2 separate regions of the Oryctolagus cuniculus genome follow, and region 2 is linked to region 1. The links are chromatin contacts, called in public Micro-C maps. All regions are on one chromosome and are shown on one strand. The core of a region is the stretch at or near the end of the contact, and the rest is flanking DNA. Distances in the headings are between cores, read along the strand shown.

What was found. A called contact is a pair of places that touch in the nucleus more often than the background predicts.
Region 2: a Micro-C map of ear pinna shows a contact between it and region 1, with 2.5 times the contacts expected there. The contact joins the enhancer-like site here to the promoter of EFNB1 in region 1. A contact is called at or near these places in 2 of 6 Hi-C or Micro-C datasets (ear pinna and an unstated tissue).

Annotation. Positions count from the first base shown.
Region 1 is chrX:48,759,537-48,763,649 of mOryCun1.1, forward strand. It overlaps EFNB1 (ephrin B1), which reads left to right and starts at 2,472. Exons shown (of 5, transcript XM_002720061.5): 1 at 2,472-3,387. The coding sequence starts at 3,260.
Region 2 is chrX:48,855,512-48,859,704 of mOryCun1.1, forward strand. No RefSeq gene overlaps it. Among named protein-coding and RNA genes, the nearest start is that of EFNB1, 96 kb to the left of the region's middle. Within about 2 kb of position 2,215, at least 1 of the 8 cell types and tissues checked has an H3K27ac peak or open chromatin away from gene starts, as enhancers often do.

The sequences.
Region 1 (4,113 bases), core at 1,222-3,721:
CTCCACTTCCAATCCGACTTCCTGCTAATGCGCCCGGGAGGGCAGTGGAGGATGGCCCAAGTGCTTGGGTCTCTGCCACTCACATGGAGTTCCTGGCTCCTGGCTTCAGCCTGGCCCAGCCCCAGAGGTTGTGGCCATTTAAGGAGTGAACCAGTAGATACAGTCTCTCTCTCTCTCTCTCTCTCTCTCTCTCTCTCTCTCTCCCTCCCTCCCTCCCTCCCTCCCTTCCCCTCTCTGTTGCTCTTTCGAATACATCAGCAAATCAAACTTTTTTTTTAAAGTTTATGGAAAAATGTGCATTATAAAAAAGATTATGCTTGGATTTAAAAAAACTTTTTGCAACAAAAGAAACCACTCTCTTTTTTTCAAGATTTATTTTTGTATTTGAAAGTTAGAGTTACAGAGAGAAAGGAAGAGAGAGAGAGATCTTCCATCCACTGATTTACTCTGTAGATGACTGCAACAGCTGGGGCAGGGCCAGGCTGAAGCCAGGAGCCAGGAACATCATCCAGATTTTCCACATGGATGGCAGGGGCTCAAGCATCTGTGCCCTCCCAGGCGCATTAGCAGGGGAGCTGCATTGGAAGCGGAGCAGCTGGGACACAAAGCCGTGCTCCTGTGGGACACTGGTCTCGCAGGTGGAGGCCTCACTCACCACAACACAACGCTGGCCCCATAAACCTCTCTTTAATTCCATTTCTCTACGACCTTTCTCGAGTGCTCTCATACATCAGAAGTCAGATCCTGCTTCCACCACGGATCAGCTCAGTGATCTCAGATGAGTCACTTCTCCCTGAGCCTCAGTCTTCCTGGCAGGTAAAATGGGAAGACAGCAGAACTCATGTCAAAGTTTTAGGAAAGGGAGAGCACCCAGTGTGGCTCTTGGCACAACAATAGGCACTCAGTAAACAGAAGTGTCGTTTCTCTCTTCAGGTTTTTTATGTCCTAGTTAGACCGGTGGTGGGTCCTTGCCCCTTGTTCGGCTCCTCTTTTTTTTTTTTTTTTTTTTTTTTTTTTGCTTACATCCCAATGCAAGGTTGCAGTGGGAGCTGGGAGATCCTAGTCTGCCCTTTCCTGCCTATCCAGAATCATCTCACCCTTAAGGCGCTGTCTGTGGAGGCTTTTCCCCTGCCATTGTCCCCTACGGCTACCGAGATCGTTAGAAGATCGGGTACCTCGGTCTCCTATGAAGTGAGATCACAGACATGAGACAACATATAAATGGCAGAACACTTCGGGAATGTTGCTCACCTAATCCTCCCCAGGGATGACTTAATAGCTGCCTCGGCAGCCTCAAAGCCACCCCCAAACCCAGATATTTCTCCTAGCTCTGTGCCTTCGTTTGCATACCGGGCGGCGGTTTCTTGTCAAGGCCACGCCTGTCCCAGGTCTGGCGTTCCAGAGCCTGGGGGGGGGCGGGTAGGAGCTCACCATTTGGCCCAGGCGCCCGCAATGTGACGGCATAGCAGCAGGGGGAGACATTAGCACACGAGTAGGCGTGCTGCGGTCCGATTTAGGAGTGGGTCGGACCGGGAGGGTCTGAGCTATGGGATTGAGCCAAGTTATAAGCAAAGAGGCAAGGAGGGGCGGGGAGAAAGGGCCGGAGATGGGAGACAAAGACCCTGATGGCGGGGGCCGAGAGAGACTGGAGTCCTGCATCCGCGGGCTAGGATATCGGCCCTTTGCTTTTTCAAAAGCCTCCTACCTAGCGCCTTTTCCTTTTCGCCCTCCAGGTGTCTTCTTTGATCATGGTGCGCACTGATTCCCGTGCGCCTATCCCAGGGCCTTGCCCAGGTCTTCGGAAGGGAAAGAACTGTAAATTTGGGCTCCAGGGGCTCCATTAGCTCTCCCTCAAAGCTGAGGTTCCCTCAGCTTGAAGAACTGGCCTTTCCCTTCGGATCCTGTCCTTGAACCTCCCAAATCGCCATCACCCACCGCAATCCACTTGTGTGCTCTGGACTCTGGCTCCAAGTGCAAGCGACAGTGCAAGGCATTTGGAGGGCAGGAGGAGGAAAACTCAGCCGCGAGCCCCGTGGTGACGGGACGGGGAGCAGACGGCCTGTCGTTGCCACAGAGGTGGGCATACAGCAGGAATTCGGGGCTCGTGTGTGTAAAAAGAAGAGTGGGAAGCACTGTTTTCCCGGTACTTGGGACAAGGCCTGGGAGGCTCAGGTCAGTAGACTGGGAGTGTCGAGTAGACGCGCAGGCAAGAGAGCAGGCCGGCAACTCTAGTGAAGCGCCAACTTCCCACGGGCTGAGCGCTCTGGGAACAAGACTGAGCGGTACCCAACCCTAACCGCACGAGCCGAGCCGCACACTCAGATTGGTGCCATCGGCAGCGCGGCATCCTTAAGAACGCCCTCAAGCCCCGCCCCCTTCCTGCTCGAGGGGCGTGGCCTGGGGCAAGGACCCCGCCACGGAGCTTCCTATTGGCTAGAAGAAGCAGGGTTGGCCTTGCGTTCGCCTGAGCAGGGGAGTAGACAGCTCGGCGGCGGCGGAGGGAGTCTATGCGCGCTGGACAGCAGTGGGAGGTGTGTGAAGCTCGCACCGGCCGCAGACCCTCGGGCGCAACGGCCGGGGAGCAAGGACTGGGCGACCGGGCTGCTGGGCTACCCAGCCGACGCTTCAGAGGCGCAGACTGATGGGACTGGCTCACTCGGCAGCGTCTCGCCGCTCTTCTAAGTACACTGAGCGGGGGCCCGCGCTCAAGTAGAAGCTGTCGAGGGGCGCGCAGCCCGGAGTCCCAGTGTGGCCCGGAGGAACGGAGCCCGTGCCAGGGCGACCCGGTCGGGAGCCTGGGGACCGAGCTCGTGTTGTGGGGAGACCCCCCTTTCTTCCTTGGTGCACCGATCCCAGGACGATCGAGGCATCGCAGCGGCTACCGAGTCCTCGGCGGGGAGACGCTGTCGGAGAGAGGGCGCACAGTCCCGAACAGTCTTGGGGAGCCGAGTGGAGTCGGGCGGGATCACCCGGGGGCGCAGAGCCCCCGTCGCGCCTCGTGCGGCCGAGAGGCCAACAGAGCCAGCCCTCAGAGGCCGCAGCCCATGCCCGGGTTGGGGACGGCTGCCCAGTGAGTCCTCCTGGCCGGCGGGGAGGAGAAGAGCGACGCCGAAGCCGGCGGGAGGGGAGCACTTCAAGGCCGGCGGCTGCAGAGGATGGGCGCCTGAGCGGTGCGGAGCGCCGCGCGGCCCGGGAAGGCGAGGCGAGCGTTGCTAAGCAGGCGCCTGCGGAGTCCGAAGTGCAGCCTGCCCCCAGGAAGATGGCCCGGCCTGGGCAGCGTTGGCTCGGCAAGTGGCTTGTGGCGATGGTCGTATTGGCGCTGTGCCGGCTCGCCACGCCGCTGGCCAAGAACCTGGAGCCCGTGTCCTGGAGCTCCCTCAACCCTAAGTGAGTAACTTATCTGCTGTGGTCCCTAGGGGTGGGAGGCACTCCTTCGGGGTGAGGCCGCGCGCCTCCAAGTGCGTGTGGGGAGGTGTCGGGAGGAGGAGCGGCGCCCCCTTTTTATCTCCGGCTTTTTCCAAGTGTGTTTTCCTGCGGGCGGGCGGGGCAGGCTGCGGCGAGGTGGGCTGGGGGCTCTCGGCTGGGTTTTGACCCAACCTCGTCTCCCTCCCCCACCCCACCCCAGTCCTTACCTCCTCACGGCCCGGATCGAGTGGAGATGGTCGCAGCAGGCGGAGCTGCGTGAGCCTGGGCTCCGAGAACTGGGTGGGGGCGAGAACGAACGCAACCCTCTCCGGGGCCCCTGGGAATGTAGTGGTTTTTCGCCGAGAGCCATTCACAGAGCCGAGGCGGGGGCCGAGGCCGGAACACAGGTTCCGCGTTGGCTTAGGTGTGGGGGCAGCGCGGCGCGGGACCCGGCGCTCTGGGCGGCTTGGCAGCGCCTTCATCCCCGCTCGGGCTTCTCCCATTTTCATTTCTCTTTCTTCCCTGTTTGCCTCCTGGCTTTTCGCTCTACCGTCTCTTCTTGCTCCCCCCCTCCTCCCCACTCCCCTTTCTCCCTGCCGGGGCGGTAGAAAGGCGGGCGCCGCTCCCAGGCTCACAAAGGCGGCGGGTGGAGAGGGGCGGAGTGGAAGAGGGGTTGTGTGTGTGGGGGGGTGGGTTCGATCCAGCGCC
Region 2 (4,193 bases), core at 965-3,464, 96 kb after region 1:
CCCCCACCCCCACCCCCACCCCCACCCCCACCAGCTTCCTGAGCTGGCCCTGCTTTGGGAACTGTGTGTGAAGCTCTCCGCCTCTTAAATCCACCCAGTCCTGAGCCTGAGCAGGCTCCCTGGGTCCCCACCCCACCCCATGCCCTCCCAGGGAAAGCCTCAACGGGCTTCTACCCCTCTCCTAGGCAGGCAAGGCCAGCCCTGATCATGAGCTAGGAAATTCCATTCCACGCCACGCAGCTACTGAGTGCGCTAGGGAAGGAGGCATAAAAAGTGGGGCCCAGGCTTGGATTGGGGCTGTCTGGCCAGGAAGACTTCACCCGGCCCCTGCGCTGCTGACACTGAAGATTACAGAGGCCACAGGGCAGCCAGGGACTGCTGAAAAGCCCAAAGGGAACTGACAGACACGGCCAGATCAGGGTTTCTGGGCACATGCCTGGGCCCTAAGCTGGCAAGTTGTAGCCAGAGGGGCAGAGCAGAGGCAAAAACAGAGGGAAGCTGAGAGGCAGATTTGCACCGAGTGGTTATCCTTGTGGCTACCTGAAAATGACAGGTAAGCCCCAAAGAGTGCCTGCTGGCAGTAAGGTGCTGACTGTCATGGCTTGGGGACCATGATGGAAAGGGAGAGGACCTGGTGATAGCTTGCAGGACCTGGAAGCATGAAGGAGAAATAACAGGAGACAGAGGAGACTAAGTGAGCAGGAGGACACAGTGGAGGTGAGTGCTGGGCCTGGGACGTCCTGTTCTGGGCCCTGCGGTCCGAGTACGCAGAGTGAGTAGGCCAGGGGCAGAGCCAAGGCTGGAGAGGGAAAGGTCTGTGTGTGCGCTCTGTTGGGCCTCCACTTGGGGTGGGATTCCAGCCTGATCTACCCATGGGAAGTTGCAAATACCCTCAAGTCCCAAATGCATGTAGTGTCCCCAAGCTACTGAGCATCCTGGCTTAGCAACACAGCACTCAGCAGAGTTAGGGGCTGTTTCCCCACGCAATGGCAAGGCCCACAGAGCTGTGGCCACTGGCCGGCACTGCAAGTGTGTATCACCGGCCCAGGAGGAGAGCAGGCAGCAGAAACTGCTGTACAATTTTGACTGGATGTGTGTCTCTCCTGCATCAGAGTCAAGGGACCCTCTTCACGCTGGGGACTATTGATACTTGAAGCCTACTTCAAGTGAGCAGATCAGATCGGATTGCTCGAGATGAGAGTCCTTCCATGGGAGCAATAACATGAAAGTTTGTTTGGGTACAAAACCATTTTGAAATCCATACACAGTTTTTCATAGCATACATTTTCCAGGAGACCTTGCTGAAGATCCCCCACCTCTCTCCTATGGCTACATATGCCTAGCATTTCCCCCTTCATTGTGGGAGGCTGCTTGGTGGCATGGGAGGAACTGGCTTGAAGATGAGGTCGGTGCAAATGGTCCAACCCCAGCATGACAAGTGGCTCTGGTGAGCCAGCCTGGAGCTAAATGATTTGAATGTCATGGGGAAGAAGCCTATGGAATCCTAGGGAGATGCACCTCGGAGCTTCACTTTTTTGCTGCAAATATTTTCTTGGCACCTAACAGTCTCACTCCCTAAGTCTTGGCTTTGGCCTCCTCAGCCTGCAACTTCACACCTTTGTCTACTAAGCGCTCTCTTACCTCTGGCCTTTGTATACGCTCCTCTTCCTCTTTGGGAACTAACCCAGATGCCCCAACCCCCATCCCACCCCATCCCCCAGGCCTGAGCCTAACTTTACAGCATCACACTCTGGACTCAATGCTGGGCACTGCTCAGACCTCGGCTTTCCATGATGGCCGCCTCCGAGCAGGGAGCAGACACTTCTCCTGGGCACTCTCTTTTTCCCTGGTACTCACCCCTCTCAGTCCCAATTCTCCTGGGCGGTGTTTTTTCTTCTGGTTCCCTATCTTGCTCCTGGCTGGCCCTCAGCTCCTTTCACAGGGCCTGGGACATGCTCAGTTAGTGGGATGGATCCAGAATGCCATCCAACTCATGGATGGTGACATCTTCCTAAAGACAGGCAGGATCTCATTGCGGGGTGGAGACAGAAGTGTTTGGGGTTAGGTGCTGGTGAGCGGGAGGTGGCCAAGGGTCAGCCTGGAGGATGTAGTAAGGAGGAGCTCAGCTCCATGGGCCTGCAGCTCAGAGGAGAAGTTTGGACTGCACGCTTCTGCCCAGAGGTGAGAGCTGAAGCTGTGGGAATGAATCTCAAACTTGATGTTTTCCATTCCTAAGTCAACAGCCAGCGGAGAGCCAGTATATTTTGAAACACTGGTGGCCAAGGACGTGACAGGAAGAGGTGGAGGGAGGCGGCGGGAGGTGGCGCCCTCCTACTGTGGGGTTCAGGGGATCCCTCCTCTGGAACTATCCCAGCTGTCACACAGCTCTGCAGGGAGACAGGGCCCCCGGCTGGGGGCTCTGGTTTGACAGCAAGGACCGGACACAACAAAGGGCCCACTGGCCTCCTGTGCCCCCTCTCCCCCAGCCAGCAGCCCCCAGCGCTCCCCTGGGTCCTTGCCCCTAGCCAGTTTGCTATGAGTCCCCCATCTCCATGGATCCAGGGACAGCCCCTTCCCTACCGCCTCTTGCCTGCCCTGGGCTGGCCTCTGTAACTCAATGCTCCTGCTGATTCCTTAGCTGGGCCCAGGAAAGCTGCCAAACATTGTGCTTCCTGGCCTGGGGATGACTCAGGCTTCCCTCCCCAGCGCCCCCACCCACTCACCCCCAGCCCCGAGCTGTGCCATAGGCCAAGCGGAGAGAGGAGCTAGCTGCGGGGCAGCCCAACTCTAGGAGCCCAAGAGCCTCCACTCCTGATACCAACCAGGTGTGGCACTGCAATGGTGGGGGCTCAGGGGACAGGGGCAGGGGCTGGGGCTATGACAGACGAGAAAGATCTCCAGGTTCCAGGAGCCACAGGCCTGACTTCAACTCCTGGTGCCACTTGTTCCCTGCTACATGACCTGAGGCAAGGCAAGTATGTCACTTTGCCTGTGCCAGCCTCAGTTTGCTCATCCCTGCAGTGGGGCTAAGAAGAAGTGCTTCCTCGCAGGGTTACTGAGCGGGATTCAGAGCCTGCGCATATGCGGAGTGCTTTGTAAACAGTCAAGGGCTGTAACAGGAGGCTGTTATATTTATCTGCACGGCTGGAATGGAGAAGGAGGAACAGGTGGCCCTCCTGCTTCGCTGTCATCCGGGGGCACATTCCCCAGTTCTGTCCACTTGACACCGTGGGATTCCTTGAGGCCTTGGCCCACGGAAGGTCAGGGCCCAGAACGCTGCTTGCCGATTTTTGCTGGAGGCTGCTTCAGCTTGATCCTCCCGAGCCTCCGTGTGAGCTGTGTGCAGAGGGCCAGAGAAAGGGAGCGATTCTCCTCCCCTCTCTCCCCTCCCGACTTCTCTCTCCCTCCCTGTGGCTGCTTGTGGTGATCAAAGGAGAGGTTCACACAGAGGTGAGGCCCAAAGGCCCAGCGCCCTTCCCCAGATGTGGCGTGGTGGTGGTGGTGGGGGGGGGAGTGTGTGTGCAGAAGAAATGTGGACATGTGGAGGGCAGGGCCAGGGCTGGTGTGTGTGTGTGTGTGTGTGTGTGTGTGTATGTGATCAAAGGCATGGGGTGGGGTGGGGCAGAGGCTGGGGGTGAGTTCTTTGCATTGCTGAGGGTTTAGTCCTTTCTCTTGGTTGCCTAGATGCCTCGGTATTCGCCCCCCTCCCCAGTATTCACCATGGGCCCGTGCCGCAGCCCCCACTCAGGCCCGGCGTGAATGAAGAGGAAACTCTGTATACTACCTGGGCAGCTATGGAGACGACTGGCGGGCACCTGCCTGGCTAGCTGGCCGGGGACCCCACTTAGTTGAGTGCTGCTGTACCTTGCTGTTATTCAAAGTGCACCCACAGACTGCTTGCTGCCTGGACTGACTGTGGAGGGGAAGGGGCCCTGTGCTGGTGGCCACCTGCCCACTGCCTGAGAAAGTGTCCCTCTCTGCCCTGCATGAGAAATGTCCAAGGCTGGTGGGTGGCTCTGAGCCTCCTGGCTTGGGGCCTCGACTCCTGTGTGGCAGTATGGGTGTGTGTTAGCCTGTGTTCTGCCTGGGGCTAGACAACATAGAACCTCGCTCTGCGGCCCTGGGCCCACCTCCAAGCGAAGATGGCCACAGAAATAGTAGCTTTGTTCTGCAGGAAAGGAAGAAAGATGCAG